Linked DNA regions of Mus musculus: regions 2 and 3 are each linked to region 1. A link is a contact called in public promoter capture Hi-C data. All regions are on one chromosome and are shown on one strand. The core of a region is the stretch at or near the end of the contact, and the rest is flanking DNA. Distances in the headings are between cores, read along the strand shown.

Region 1 (4,598 bases), core at 654-3,153:
AATACATCCCCTGCCATAAACAAAGTGCCCTTAGTTCCTTGGGCCGACTGTTGCATTTATTGCAGTATTACCATACTCAATATTCCTGCGGATAGAGCGCTGTCTGTGGGATTCCCAACCTGCTGGCCAAGGTGGGGCTATGGAATGACAGGGACCAACTCTTCCTTTTGTAAAAACCACAATCTTGCTACAAAGCTGTTTAGGCTGGCCTTAAACTCAAGATACAGTTCCTTACTTCTGTCTCCTAAGTGGAGGGATTCCAGGCATGTACCACGTCATCCTGTTGGGACCTTATCTTTCCTATTCTGTTATATACCTACACTTCATTTTTGTAATCTGAACCCAAGACTACAGCAACGCTGGGGAGAGGGCAGATGGGGGACACAACCTCTACTGAAAAGTGACCCAGGCTCTATCTGTCCTACTCCCAAGAGTTCCCGGCCTTTGCTTACATCTGTCCAGGGCTCCTTCCAGACCCTAACGACTCTATAAGAACTTACTAAAACATCAGCTATAATGCCCTGGGTGTCCCCAGGAGCCGATATGGCCCATTCATCTACCCTGCCTGCCACTCACAGTCCCTCTTTACAAGGCACACAGTCACACCCAGCCAGTCATTCCCGGACTCTCCACCGCTAGGATTCTGGTGCGACTTAGCATGCTGCAGGTGGTTGCTGGCCTTGCTGCCTTCATATTCTCTGTGCTATCAAGGGACCCTTTCAAAGCAAAGCCACACCAAAGGCTGGGTCTTTTCCTCTAAGCCCACTTTGTTCACTATGGCCACACTGGCTGTCCCACAATATGTTAATCACACCACAGACCCCTTTCATTTTGTGTTCCCTCTATTCCAAACGACCTTCTCTAACCGCTGAGAGTTTTCCTGACAACATTATGCAAAACACTATCACTCCCACCTGCTCCATACTCCACTTGGACTACCTGACACATTATACTGACTTGACAGGGGTATAGGAGACAGACAGACAGACACACACCCCTAACTAAGGTGGTGAGTCTGATGAAGCCGGACCCTTTTTGTTCAACTGTCTTGTCTTCTAACACCCACAAAAGCGCCAGCCCGCTAGCTTGATGTAGTGGCTCAGTATGGAATCCTAGTATTTGGGGCCAAGGCAGACAGTTGGAAGAGTTCAAGGCCCCAGCAATAAATAGACAAACAAAACATGCAGTAGTCGAAACTGTAAAACCCCTATTTTCTTGAGATAATGAGACCGTCCTAAGCAAATCTGAGCTACATCGTCAAGATCCTCTCTCAAACACACACGGTCGCTCGCACATGCCAGGGGATGTAGACCAGTGCTATGTGGGTAGTGTTTGCCTAACAAGAGCGTACTTGGTTTAGTGATGCTGCCTGTAATTCCAGCAATCGGGAGGTAGAAGCAGCAAGGTTAGTTGTGTAAGACTATCCTGGTTGGCAAGTTCGAGGAGAGCCTGGGCTATGCGACTGCTGTCGGCCCGGACCAGTTTCCAGCTCTCTCGCTATCTCGGCCGGCCGAGCCTCTCGGAGAGGCCCCGGCGTCTCACCCGCGTCCCCCTCGCCCCCTTGACGCAGGCCCCCCGAACCTACCTTTCTTGTCTCGCTTGGATTTGGGCATCGCGGCAAAGGCACGTGCGGCGGAAGACTGGGCGGCCGGTTAGGACCCGGCTGCCGCGGGGGCTTATGGGACGGCGCTCGGGGCTGCCCCTCGCGTGTGCCTGAACTGTGGCGAGCCCTCTCTTCCCCGCCTGCGCTCCGCCCAGTGTCCTGAAGGCCACTTCTCTGCCCAGGTCCCGGGTCCCTCCAGTCCCGGCGGCTTCCGAGTCCCGAGCACTCCACCAAGTCCCTCGCGAACCGGTTCCTCTCTATGGCTCTGCGGAGGGAGGGGCTTGAGGCCCGGTGCATGCCGGGCTGGCGGCAGGCGGTGCTTGGGCTTCAATCATGGCGGTCGCGGTGGCGTCTGGGTTCTGGATCTGGGCTGCTGTGCTGCTCGTCCCTGCGGCCGCGGTCTACGAAGACCAAGTGGGCAAGTTTGACTGGTGCGTACAGGTGACGCTTCTCCAGGACGTCGGTGTTTGCTTCCTCAGCATCTGTCTCCCTCCTGCTAATCTGAAGGAGATTTGCTATGGAGCCGAACCCAGACTATAACTTAACGGGGGTGCGGGAGGGTGCTTTCAGGGAGAAGTGAATGAATGAATGAATGCTGCACCCTGTGCAGAATGACAATGTGAGAGTCTCCTCTTCAGATATGAAGAGTCGTAAGATGTCAACCCAAGAGCTTTATGTTAAGCATGGAGGGAGCTCTTTAAGCCGCCCTGTGTGTGACGGTGCAGATTGCTCCGCAGTGAAGGCAGGCTTTAAGGGTTTTGGTCAGAGGTCACTAGTTCCCTCCTTTCCTGTCATGTCCGATTTTGTGGCTGTCAGGTTTGTGATCTTCTGGGTCCCAGGTCACTAGCCCCAGTGAACTTTAAGCCTGAAACTAGCTGGTGTCACTTAGTCCACTTGTCTCACAAGTTCTAAAGTGAGCCTTTTCCTCTGAGGGACTCTCTGGGTGCAGTGTGGCCTCTCCCTCTCCAAACTGACATTCGTTCGCTCACCCCTTCCTTCTGACTGTGCTTATTTCAGATTGAATAAGCATTTGGCTACTTATCAGTTGTATGCTTCTGGGGAAATTGACAGACAACTAACACACACACACACACACACACATACATATGTATTTTTTTTAAAGGTGTTCATTTTGGGTCCTGGTCCCAACAATCATTAGCCTATCTGGACTTTGGTGGCTCACAGCCATCTGTAATGGGATCTGATGCCCTTTTCTGGTGTGTCTGAAGACAGTGACAGTGTACTCACATACATAAAATAAATAAATAAATCTTAAAACAAAACCAAACCCCAAAGCCGGGCGTGGTGGCGCACGCCTTTAATCCCAGCACTCGGGAGGCAGAGGCAGGTGGATTTCTGAGTTCGAGGCCAGCTTGGTCTACAAAGTGAGTGCCAGGACAGCCAGGGCTACACACAGAGAAACCCTGTCTCGAAAAACCAAAAAAAAAAAATCAAACCCCAGAAGCTCCTTTAAAACAAACTAGGCTAAATAACACAGTGGTCTAAATGAGAGATGTCATCTAAATGCCAGGCTCAATCAGTGTGCCTCAGACAGCAGCATTTCCCCATTGCAACAGTGTGCAAGCCGTGCCCCTGGAAGTCTGTTGCCGCTAAAAATTAATTAGGCCGAGGACTCTGGGGTGTTGCCTGAGTAGGTAGGTGTTACATTTAGCTGGCAGACTGGTATTGTCTCCCATGTATATGGTGGCAGTTCTCTCCTGCCTTCTTTTGCTTCTGAGTACGTTGCACAGAACTCTTGCGTATGCTCGGAGCTCTTCATTAGCACGCACTTCTTGCGTGTGCTGAGGGAGATGTGCTGGTGTGAGGCAGCAGTTTGTCTTCGTGCCCTGACGTTCCCCTGCACTGGTCCTCAGGAGACAGCAGTATGTTGGGAAGATCAAGTTTGCCTCCTTGGAGTTTTCCCCTGGATCCAAGAAGTTGGTTGTGGCCACAGAGAAGAATGTGATTGCGGCGTTAAATTCTCGGACTGGAGAGATCTGTGAGTGAACTGCGGAGACCAGAGGCTTCTGGGAAGGAAGCTGACTGGGTGCATCTGAGCGACCCGTGGCTTGCCTTCTTTTTATGTTCTCTAGTCTTGTTGTCTTTCACTGGGTAAATTTGTCGCACTGCCTTTGTAATTCCTTCCCTCTGTCCTGAAGGCCTTTAAGATAGCACTGCAAGCCGGGCGTGGTGGCACACGCCTTTAATCCCAGCACTCGGGAGGCAGAGGCAGGTGGATTTCTGAGTTCGAGGCCAGTCTGGTCTACAGAGTGAGTTCCAGGACAGCCAGGGCTACACAGAGAAAGCCTGTCTCGAAAAAAACAAAAAACAAACAAACAAACAAAGATAGCACTGCAGAAGCTACATTCTATCCTGTTTTGCAGTGAAGCCTTAGCCGACTACCCTTGAATTATCCCTGCTGCTGGGATTGTTTGTTAGATAATGCTGTGCAAATGAAGGCCTCAGCCCCTTCCTGGTCACAGTGGCTCTGGCTCGAAGCAATGTCTGACTTTCTTATCTCTCAGTGTGGCGCCATGTTGACAAAGGCACAGCAGAAGGAGCTGTGGATGCCATGCTGGTCCATGGACAAGGTAAGCAAAAGGTCTCCATTGTAGGCTCAGCCCCGACTCCCATTTCTGGGTTCTTTGCTTAGTGTGGGTCTGACGGGGAAGGGAGGAGAGGTACTTCTGACAGCGAAGGAAGCAGGGTACCTGGTTAATGTCTGTTTACAATCATGAGCTGGAGGCGGGCTCATGCCGCAACTGAGCAGCTTTTGAAAATGGCAGTGGACTTTCTCTCTTCCAGATGCAATCACTGTATCCAACGGAGGGCGCCTCATGCGTTCCTGGGAGACCAACATCGGGGGCCTGAACTGGGAGATAACTCTGGACACTGGCAGGTAGGGAAGAAGTGGGGCGTCATGGAGGCTGAGGGAAGGGACCTGCATAGACAGCAAAGCTGGGCGTCATGGTAGCTGAGGGGAGGGACCTGCATA
Region 2 (4,598 bases), core at 1,042-3,541, 1.7 Mb after region 1:
ACATTACAATAAACAGACTCAGATATGCTCTTAGATAGGACTCTAAAAACACAAGCAATGAGAGAGAGAAAGAGCAGGGCACTGGGTGCCCACAGAATCCAGCCCTTGAGTTGTGGAAACAGGGGTATCAAGGGTTCAGAGTCATCCTGGACTACTTAGTGAGTTTAGGGCTAGCCTGGGATGTATCAGACACTGTCAGAGAGAAAGAAAAAGCAATTAAGCAACATTAATTAGGGTCGCTTTTCAAATAATAGACCTCCGAAAATCCAGTCCAAGTAACAGGAGAAACTCAATGCAATCCATACAGAGCACGAGAGACTTGTAGCTAGAATGCATAAAGCAAGAGGGCACACACTGTATAAAGTGGGTGTGGTGGCTCATGCTTTAATCCCAGCACTCAGGAGGCAGAAGCAGGCGGATCTCTGTAAGTTCGAGACCAGTCTCATCTACAAAGAGAGTTCCAGGACAGCCAGAGCTACACAGAGAAACCCTGTCTCAAAACAAAACAAAAACAAAAACAAAAACAAACAAAAAACACTCACTATGGAATAAGAATAAAACCAGTATAAATGAACAGAGAGGCTTTGTAACCATACAACAGTGAGTTTGCATCTTGGCTAATGAAGAGCCCAAGTTAGGACAGAAAAAGAGAGTGGAGACAGGGCTGGGGAGATGGCTCTGCAGTTTAGAACCTGGCTGCTATTGCAGAGGATCCAGGACAGACACACACACACACACACACACACACACACACACACACACACACACACACACCCGTTGAGGCCTGCCCCTTTTAACATAACTAGCCATTTTGTATTCGGTCTTCACTTTGCTCATAAAAGTACGTGAAATTAAGTTCAGGTCCTCAGACTCCGCTTCCCAGAAGTAATCCTCCATAGCTGACACTGAAGCATTCTCCTACACGATAACAACGCTATAGCTGTACCACCTAGGTGCCGTTATCTCAGTGCTCTGGAAGTCTGCTGTCCACCACCCGCCCACCAGCCCTCTTACCTCACTCAGGACCAATCAGCTTGAGAGTCAGTTGATGATACGTTAGCTAGCGAGTACTGCCTCCACCCTTCTGGACTTCTGGACTTGTTTTTTTTCCTATAAAAATCCTGCTCTAAGAACAGACCAATACCACAATTAGGCTCCCAAGTCCTTTTTTTTTTTTTTTTTGTGGTCCTGATCAGTCAGTCTCGGGGTGTGTGTTCAATAAATCATTGTTGCTTAACTGAGATCAGTGTTCGTATGGTTTGTGGGGCGATTCCTGGACCCCAACAATAACCTCAAAATCAATGTTTTCTATTTTCTTAAAGGAGGGGCAGTTGGAAGCTTGCCATCACAAAGATGAAGGCTGAGAACAGTGCTGAGCTCTTTGAGCAAGTTTCTGTTAAAGGCCCAGAACAGCAAGTCCACAGCACCAGAAAGATGGTTGCCAAGGAATGAAGTCCAATAGAAGGCTGGAGGTGACAGCCAAGGGGTGTGAGATTCCTTATGGGCTGACATAAGTGTCATCATGTTTTAACAAGGGGACCCAACCCTGTGACTGTACTAACAGTCGCTGAATGACAGTGAACTTTCTTCTCTTTCCTTTTATCCCTTTCTTTCTTCCTTCCTTTCTTTCTTTTCTTTCTTTTCTTTCTTTCTTTCTTTCTTTCTTTCTTTCTTTCTTTCTTTCTTTCTTTCTTTCTTTCCTTCTTTTAGTTTATTATATGTTATTTAGTGTGTGTGTGTGTATATTTTACAGAACACTGAGCCATCTTGCCAGTCCCATAGGTAGACTTTCATAATCAGACTGTATGGTACATGAGGCACAGTTCAACTAAGCTGCTAACAAAAAAGTGGAATCAGGCCAGGCAGTGGTGGCACACTCCTTTAACCCCAGCACTCAGAGGCAGAAACAGGCAGATCTCTGTGAGTTCGAGGCCAGCCTGATCTACAGAGTGAGTTTTCAGGACAGCCAGGTCTACACAGAGAAACCCTGTCTCGAGAAACCAAAAGAAAGGGGCAGGGGTGGGTCGGGTAGAGATCAGGCGCTCTGGAAGAAGGATGAAGTCTGTCTTTGCCACTCCTGTCCCAGTTCTGTCCCTTGAGTCTGTGTCTTTGGCCAGGGGTTCCCCCTCCTTGTCTAATCTGTCAGCTAGCTACAGATGGGGTCTGCTCTTCCTTGGGGCTTCTGTTCCCTTAAATCTGTGGTTTGTGGAACACAGAGACCTGAGGATTCCGGGGTTGGGATGGAGACGGTGAACAAAGGAAGGGTGCTAAGGGTCTGAGGAGATTTTTCCAGAAGGGACAAAGCCCCCTCTGGAGCAGGACGGCTCCAGAGAGGAGGGATGGTTAGGGGAGCCTTAATGGGAAAAAGGTGGGGGGAAGTTACAGACCACAGGGGAAGAAAGAGAAACTTAGCCACGGCCACAACTGCTGGTGCCTTTTGAGAGCCGAAGCAGGCCAGGAGCTGCTACTTCCCACAGGTGGGATGGGGGTCTGGTGTCAGACACTTCCCACCCCACCGGGTAGGATGGGGGGGGGCTGGGTTTGGCTTACTGTAGGGAGGTAGGTGAGACAGCAGAAGGGGTTTGGAGGGGCAAGAGGAGAAAGCTGGGTCAGCACAAATTGTCAGGGGGCATATCCTCTGTATCCCTTGGGTGAGCAGGGCACTTGTGGTGTCCCCAAGGCCTGGCACCTGAGTGGTACATGGGGTCACCCTTAAACAGTGAATGAGCGGCCCAGGCATTCATGAGAGGGGAGGCAGGACAGCCCTGTGAGCAGCGCCATCTGGAGAGTCGAGCAGATATGGGTGGGAATCCTTTTCCTTGGAAATGAGCCACGTGGTGTTGGGCAAGAAGGTGGGCGACTCTGAGCTGCTGTTTCCTTTTTCTATCCAACAGGAAGAGCTGAGCCATACCTCACAGGGCTGTGAAGAGAAGACAGCTCAAGAACATCCAGCAGAGAGGAGGCCGTTCCATGGGCAGTAGCTGGCCTGCTGTGGCTTAGAAAGGACAAGGCCCCGAGATCCTGCAGGTCATGGGCTCTCCCCGGAGGGCTTCGGGAGTGGGGGGTGTTGACCTTGGAGACCTAGGAAATGTGAAACACAGCTAAGACAGCACGGTCGAAACAGTGCTGAGGTCGCCCTAAAGGAGCTCCGGGCTGCGTAAACGGCTCATTCAGTTAAACAAACAGCTTGCTTTGGAAGCATGGGGACCTGAGTTTGATGATCAGAGCATGCGCTCTGTGTGTCTGCTAAAGCGGGTGTGTGTGTGTGTGTGTGTGTGTGTGTGTGTGTGTGTATGGGAAGGCAGGAGATGGCTCAGTGGTTAGAGTTCTGTCTCTTCTTATAGAGGATCTGGGTACCCAGCACCTACATAGTGGCCACAAACACCTGTAATTCCAGTTCTAAGGGATCTGAAACCCCTTTGCCCTCCCTGGGAGCCTGTCTGCATTCACATGGTGAACAAACACTTACACACACACACACACACACACACACACATTAAAAATGAATAAACCTTAAACAACAAATGAAGGCAGGCAAAAGGCAGCCATATGTCCTACACCCTTGAAATGTCAGTGCTGGCATAGCCGAGACAGGCAGATCCCTGAGGCTAAGGCTAGCCCAGGGATAACCAGGGCTACACAGAGAAACCCTATCTTGAAAAACCATGCATTGAAGCAGCATTTATACCATGGGCTGGCTGATGCTCTCTCTCTGTCTCTGTCTCTGTCTCTGTCTCTGTCTGTGTGTGTGTGTGTGTGTGTGTGTGTGTGTGTGTGTTTCTGTGTCTGTCTGTGTTTGTCTGTGTAGCCCAGGCTGGCCTCAAAATCACAATGTAGCCAAGAATGACTTGGGACTCTAGATACTCCTGCCTCCAACTCCTGAGATCCTAGGCCTGGGCCACCACCTCTGGTCTTACATGGTGCTTGTGTATGCTAGGCAAGCTCACTACCAATTTAGCTGCACCCCAGCCCCCAATAGGCTCTCTTTTAAGTCTATGCTAGTGTTTTAAAAGCTCTAAGATGTCATTCAAGGCACTGCAAGTTCCACCTTGATGAGGCTAGCATCGCATTTTCTCTGCATCCTCTGGAAGGACTTGAGGACAGAGCAGGATTGTGTTGTAGGTAGCGGTAGAGATCTGCAGTTTTGCACCAGCTGTGGGTTAGAGCCTACTCTGGACCTTGGGCAGGTTTCCTGAGCCTCTTTCTCAGGCTCATTGTGCTGCATAGGGCTGGCTCCTGGTTAAGCGCCAGCCTGGCTCGACTCCTCCCTGGAGCCTGATCATGGCAGGGTTCAGGTGCACTGCAGGTGTAGCAATGGGGTCTCAGGCCTGGTGGGTGCTTGACTGGATGTCTCCTTGGTAACCCTAGCTTATGCCCCTCGCTTTGGGAATCCTGCTGGCTCCAGAACAATGGAAAACAGAAACACCCACACACACCCAGAGAGCAAGGCGGACGCTCCAGCAGTCCAATCAAGTTCTGGCCTGAGTTCCACCAAAAAGAAGACAGATTCGGAACCCACTGTCTCAGCTGGTCAGGTGGGCAGACCTCCACTTCCGGTTCCGAGCTCCATTCCCAGCACAGGTCGCTCACTTCCTACC
Region 3 (4,598 bases), core at 884-3,383, 1.0 Mb before region 1:
CAGCCACCAAGTACCTCCCCAAACCACCCAAGCACACTCCCCCCCTTTATTGTGTGTGCCTAAGTTGGGGACATGTGTCGTGATGCTTGGACGGAGAGGAGAGAGGCCAGCTTCCAGGATGGCTTCTCTCCATCCACGGTGGCTTCCGGGGATTGAGCTCAGGTTTGTGCAGCAGGTGTGGTTACTGCTGTCCTGCCAGGCTTCAGGGACCCGAACTGGAACTGTGTCCTGACATAGCCAGAAATGAATCCAGGTTGCCATGACAGCCCTCCCCTCTGTATTCCAGCATGACCTCGGTGGGCCCACAGTCAAGGGAGCTGACAGTTCCTCACCACCTCGATAAACGAGAGCTGCACCCACTTCGTGGTATTCTGTGAAGGGTTAGAGTATGTGCTAGCTCTGTACTGAGCTACTCTGCCCTCCTCCTTATACCAGAGACTTTGGTAGGCCTTACTTACTCTTGGGCCAAGGAGTTTTCACTGAAGCAGCCAGGGTACAGGGTCAGACTACCAAAGGCCACTGCAGTAGCACCAGTCAGGGGAGGTTGCTCAGGTTTCTGAGGGAATAAAGCCCCACCCACCACCATGGAAAAGCAAAGATACAGATCTCAGGTGGGAGTCCTGGGGAGGGCGGGCACCTGTGGAGGGAGCTGAAAGGGCAACAGGTGCAGATGGGCAACTCAAGGGTGTGTGCGAAGGTTGGCAGTACTCAGAGCAGAGAGCAGAGGCGGTTGAAGCTATAGGGAGAGGTGTAGGTGGGTACCTTGAAAGGGTGTCCTAACAATGGCACATCCCTAAAGTCAGTGTCACTGAGTGGTGTGGTTGGGCTTCAGAGAAGTTTAGGAACGATAATTATTATATGGAGACGGTCACATCCAGCTGGCCTGGGACTTGCATGTAGCTGAGGACAACTTTGCACTAATTATCCTGATGTTTGTATCTCGAGTGCTGAGGTTACAGCTGCCAGCTGCCATGCCTAGTTTTCTATGATACTGGGCATCAAACCCAGGCCTTCCTGCAATCTAGATAATGCATGCATCTTACCCACTGAAGTACACATCCCTAGACCTCTACGTTTTATTTCTGTCCTGAATCTTGGGTTGGTGTGTGTGTGTGTGTGTCAGAAGACAACTTGCAGAAGGCCGTTCTCTCCTTCCACCGTCTGGGGCCCAGGGATTGAACTCACGACGTCAGTCTTGGTGGCAAACAAGCACCTTTATCAGCTGAACCATCTTGCTGGCACCCCATGTTGGCTTATAGACAATTCCGCTAGGCACCACGCAGCAGCTTGGGTAGCCGCCAGCCAGGTGCGAGCCAGGCGTGTAAGGACTCCTCTCGGCTAACCTGCCTCTCTCCCTATCTCCTATTCTCTCCTCTCTCCCCCCAGATGTTCTCAGCTGGCCTCTTCTCTACCATTCTCTGTTCCCCTTTTCGGTCTCTACCCCGTCCCAAGTCCCCTTCCCTTCCACCGACGATAAATCGTCTTTACACTAGGTCTGTCGCGTGGCTTGATTGTTCAGGGGATCACCTTGGCCGGCCAGCCAAGTTGCTCCCTCCCGCCGCATTATACCAGCTCTCAATATGTGACCCCAGCAGGCCTGGACTCACTATGTGGACCAGGCTGGCCTCGAAGTCACAAAGATCTGCCTCTGCCTCCCACTCGAGTGCTGAAATTAAAAGCACGAGCCACCAATCCTGGTTGTGAAGAGCCTTTTGATCACTAACCTTCTCCTTGGCCATCCACCCTGTTTCGGGCCTGGCCAGAGCCTATTTCCCCACCTCATTGCTCTCAAGAGATAAGGGCCTGCTTCCGAGCCCGTTAGACTAGCGACAGGCGAGGAATTCACCCCTATCTGGTCCTGGTAATGACAACTGCGTCCTGGGGGAAAAGGGGCGGCTGCCTAGGAAACGGAAAATCTGGAGACGCTAGAGGAGAGTTTGAGAGATGTGGCGGGAGCTAGCCTGGGCGGAGGCAAAGGGCGCCCGGCTTTGTTGATTGGCAGCAGCTACGGAGCTGTCTCTCTTGGATTGGCCCTTTTCCATGGGGGAGGCGGAGCCTCAAGTGCGTTTCGCCAATAAGGTACAGAGACTCGGCCTCCGGAGGGCCACTTCCGGTGGCGTTCCCTGCTTCTTGGTCCGTCCCCGCAGCGGCGTGGGCCGCGGGGCCACGGAGTACCCGGACCGCTTCCAAGTGGTACTCCGCCGCTGCGAGCGGCCATTGGGCGGCCGCGAGGGACGCTTCCGGTGCCCAGGTGCTGGCCTGGGCTGCTGGGAGATGAAGATGGATCCCCGCCTCGCCGTCCGCGCCTGGCCCCTCTGCGGGCTGCTGCTGGCCGTGCTCGGCTGCGTCTGCGCCAGCGGCCCCCGCACCCTCGTGCTGCTGGACAACCTGAACGTGCGGGACACGCACTCGCTGTTCTTCCGCAGCCTGAAGGGTGAGCGCCGAGCAGAGCCGAGGGAATGGCCCGGGTTGGGGCGGAGACGGCAGCCCCCTCCGAGGGCTGCAGCAGGGATTCCTCTCCTGACCGGGTTCCGGGTTTCTTTCCTCCAGACCGGGGCTTTGAGCTCACCTTCAAGACCGCAGATGACCCCAGCTTGTCCCTCATTAAGTACGGGGAGTTCCTCTATGACAACCTTATCATCTTTTCCCCGTCGGTGGAAGGTAAGGGCGCGCGTCGCCCCTCGAAATGGGATTGGGGGGGCTCAGGAGACGGCTGTCTTCTTGTTCCTGGGCATGTTCTGGGTCTTGGGGTGAGTTTCGAAGTATAGTAGAGGAAAATGTTAATTGCAGCTTGGGCCTCGGAGATTTCATCCGTCAAAAAGATACAGCTAAGGATAGAGTGCCAAATGTCACCCGTAGACATTTCGCTTCTGGAGAAGGGGGTTTTCTCTAACAAGGGTCCTGATAAAGAAACTCTTGATTTGACTTGCTTGTGTACAAAGATTTGTCACATTATTAACATGGATTGCTGTAAAAAGTCATTCTGCAGGTCATAAGAATACAAATAGATACATACCCATCAACCCTTAAGGCCTGATGGATGTGTTTTGGCTGACCAACACAAGGCTAGTTGGTATTGGGGGTGGTGGGAAATATGCATGTATGTGAGGTTGTGCACACTTCTGTGGACGTGTAGAATCGGGTCACCTACTCTGTCACACTCCTCACTCCCTTAAGCCAGGGTCTCTCACTGAACCTGAAGCTTGCCATTTTGACTAAGCAGGCTGGACAGTGAGCTCTCAGATCAGTCTCTGCCTCCTGATGCTTGGGTAATAGGCACCGCTTGTCATTCCCAGCCCTTACTGGAGACTTGAACCCAGTGACCGACCTGTGGCTGCCTGCTAAGCCATCTCACCAGCCCTCAGAGACTACTGAATGGAGTGAAGATCTGTAACTTACACTTAACTATTTCTGTCTTACAAGGCAGTTGAGTCCACCACTAGACATTTCTGTTAAGATCTACTGAGCTGAACTTTGTCTCTCTCTTCCATGTGTATATTTGGAGAAGTGTTCTTAACTCCCTTGGGCCTGTGAGTCTGGTGTCCCCAACCGAGAATAGATGACATGAGAGTCTCATATTTTTATCTTGCTGAGATGCTTGCCCTTCCCATAGCTTTAGCCACTTCCTATGTATTTTCACTAACTAGCTATCTCCAGTTCCTTTGGCAATTTTCTTTTCTTTTCTTTTCTTTTCTTTTCATTCATTCATTCATTTTTTTTTTTTTTTCAAGACAGGGTTCCTCTGTATAGCCCTGGCTGTCCTGGAACTCACTTTGTAGACCAGGCTGGCCTCGAACTCAGAAATCCACCTGCCTCTGCCTCCCAAGTGCTGGGATTAAAGGCGTGCGCCACCACCTCCTGGCTCTTTTTGCTTTTTTAAACACTTTAAAAAATATATAACTTAGTTGTTTTTGCTTTACATATATTGGTGTTTTGAATGCATGTATGTCTGTGTGAGGGTGTTGGATCTCCTGGAACAGGAGTTACAGACGTGCTAGGAATTGAAACCAGGTCCTCTGGAAGAGCAGCCAGTCCTCTTAACCACTGAGCCATCTGTCCAGCCTGACAATTTCTTATGTGTGTGTGTGTGTGTGTGTGTTTGTTTGTTTGTTTTGCATGGATATTTGGCCAGCATGTATGTCCCACCATGTTTATGCCTGATGCTTTCAGAGGCCAGAAGAGGGTGGTGGATCCCTTTGGACTGGAATTGCAGACAGTTGTGAGCTGCTGTGTGGGTGCTGGGAATTGAACCCTGGTCCTCTGGAAGAGCAGCCTGCGTGCTTAGTCACTGAGCCGTCTCTCCAGCCCTGGCCGTTTCTTTTGCTTTTTTGGTGAATGTGCTAGGTAGTTTTTCCGTTTCATCTTTGGCCCAGGCTGTCCCTGTCTGGGGTAAGATGTCCCTGCCATTCTCTACTTCAGTTAAACACGGATGGCCTTTTGTTTCCCCTGGCAGCTACTTTGTATTCTGTAGTTCACACAAGAGTGGGTTCTGCCAGCTGTCTAAAGTGCCAGTCCCCCCAGCCCCACCCCCGGCTCCTGCTGTCTCCCTTTAGGTCCCATGGAAAGCCCCTCCCCTGGTGCCCCAGCACCTACTCCTG

Evidence for each region. Promoter capture Hi-C pulls out the DNA fragments that hold promoters and counts their contacts.
Region 2: a promoter capture Hi-C map of hippocampal neurons shows a contact between it and region 1, with 4 times the contacts expected there. The contact joins the promoter of Spata21 here to the promoter of Emc1 in region 1.
Region 3: a promoter capture Hi-C map of hippocampal neurons shows a contact between it and region 1, with 8 times the contacts expected there. The contact joins the promoter of Ddost here to the promoter of Emc1 in region 1. A contact is called at or near these places in 3 of 39 promoter capture datasets (frontonasal cranial neural crest, hippocampal neurons and maxillary cranial neural crest) and 1 of 9 other capture datasets (adipose tissue).

What each region holds. Positions count from the first base shown.
Region 1 is chr4:139,350,684-139,355,281 of GRCm38.p6, forward strand. It overlaps Emc1 (ER membrane protein complex subunit 1), which reads left to right and starts at 1,904. Exons shown (of 24, transcript NM_146157.4): 1 at 1,904-2,034; 2 at 3,478-3,602; 3 at 4,129-4,194; 4 at 4,409-4,502. The coding sequence starts at 1,937. It overlaps Mrto4 (mRNA turnover 4, ribosome maturation factor), which reads right to left and starts at 1,893. Exons shown (of 8, transcript NM_001290810.1): 1 at 1,586-1,893. The coding sequence starts at 1,613.
Region 2 is chr4:141,086,054-141,090,651 of GRCm38.p6, forward strand. Spata21 (spermatogenesis associated 21) reads left to right here and starts at 2,292. Exons shown (of 15, transcript NM_177867.3): 1 at 2,292-2,477; 2 at 2,895-3,027; 3 at 4,369-4,535. The coding sequence starts at 4,410.
Region 3 is chr4:138,302,605-138,307,202 of GRCm38.p6, forward strand. It overlaps Ddost (dolichyl-di-phosphooligosaccharide-protein glycotransferase), which reads left to right and starts at 2,134. Exons shown (of 11, transcript NM_007838.3): 1 at 2,134-2,434; 2 at 2,551-2,661. The coding sequence starts at 2,275.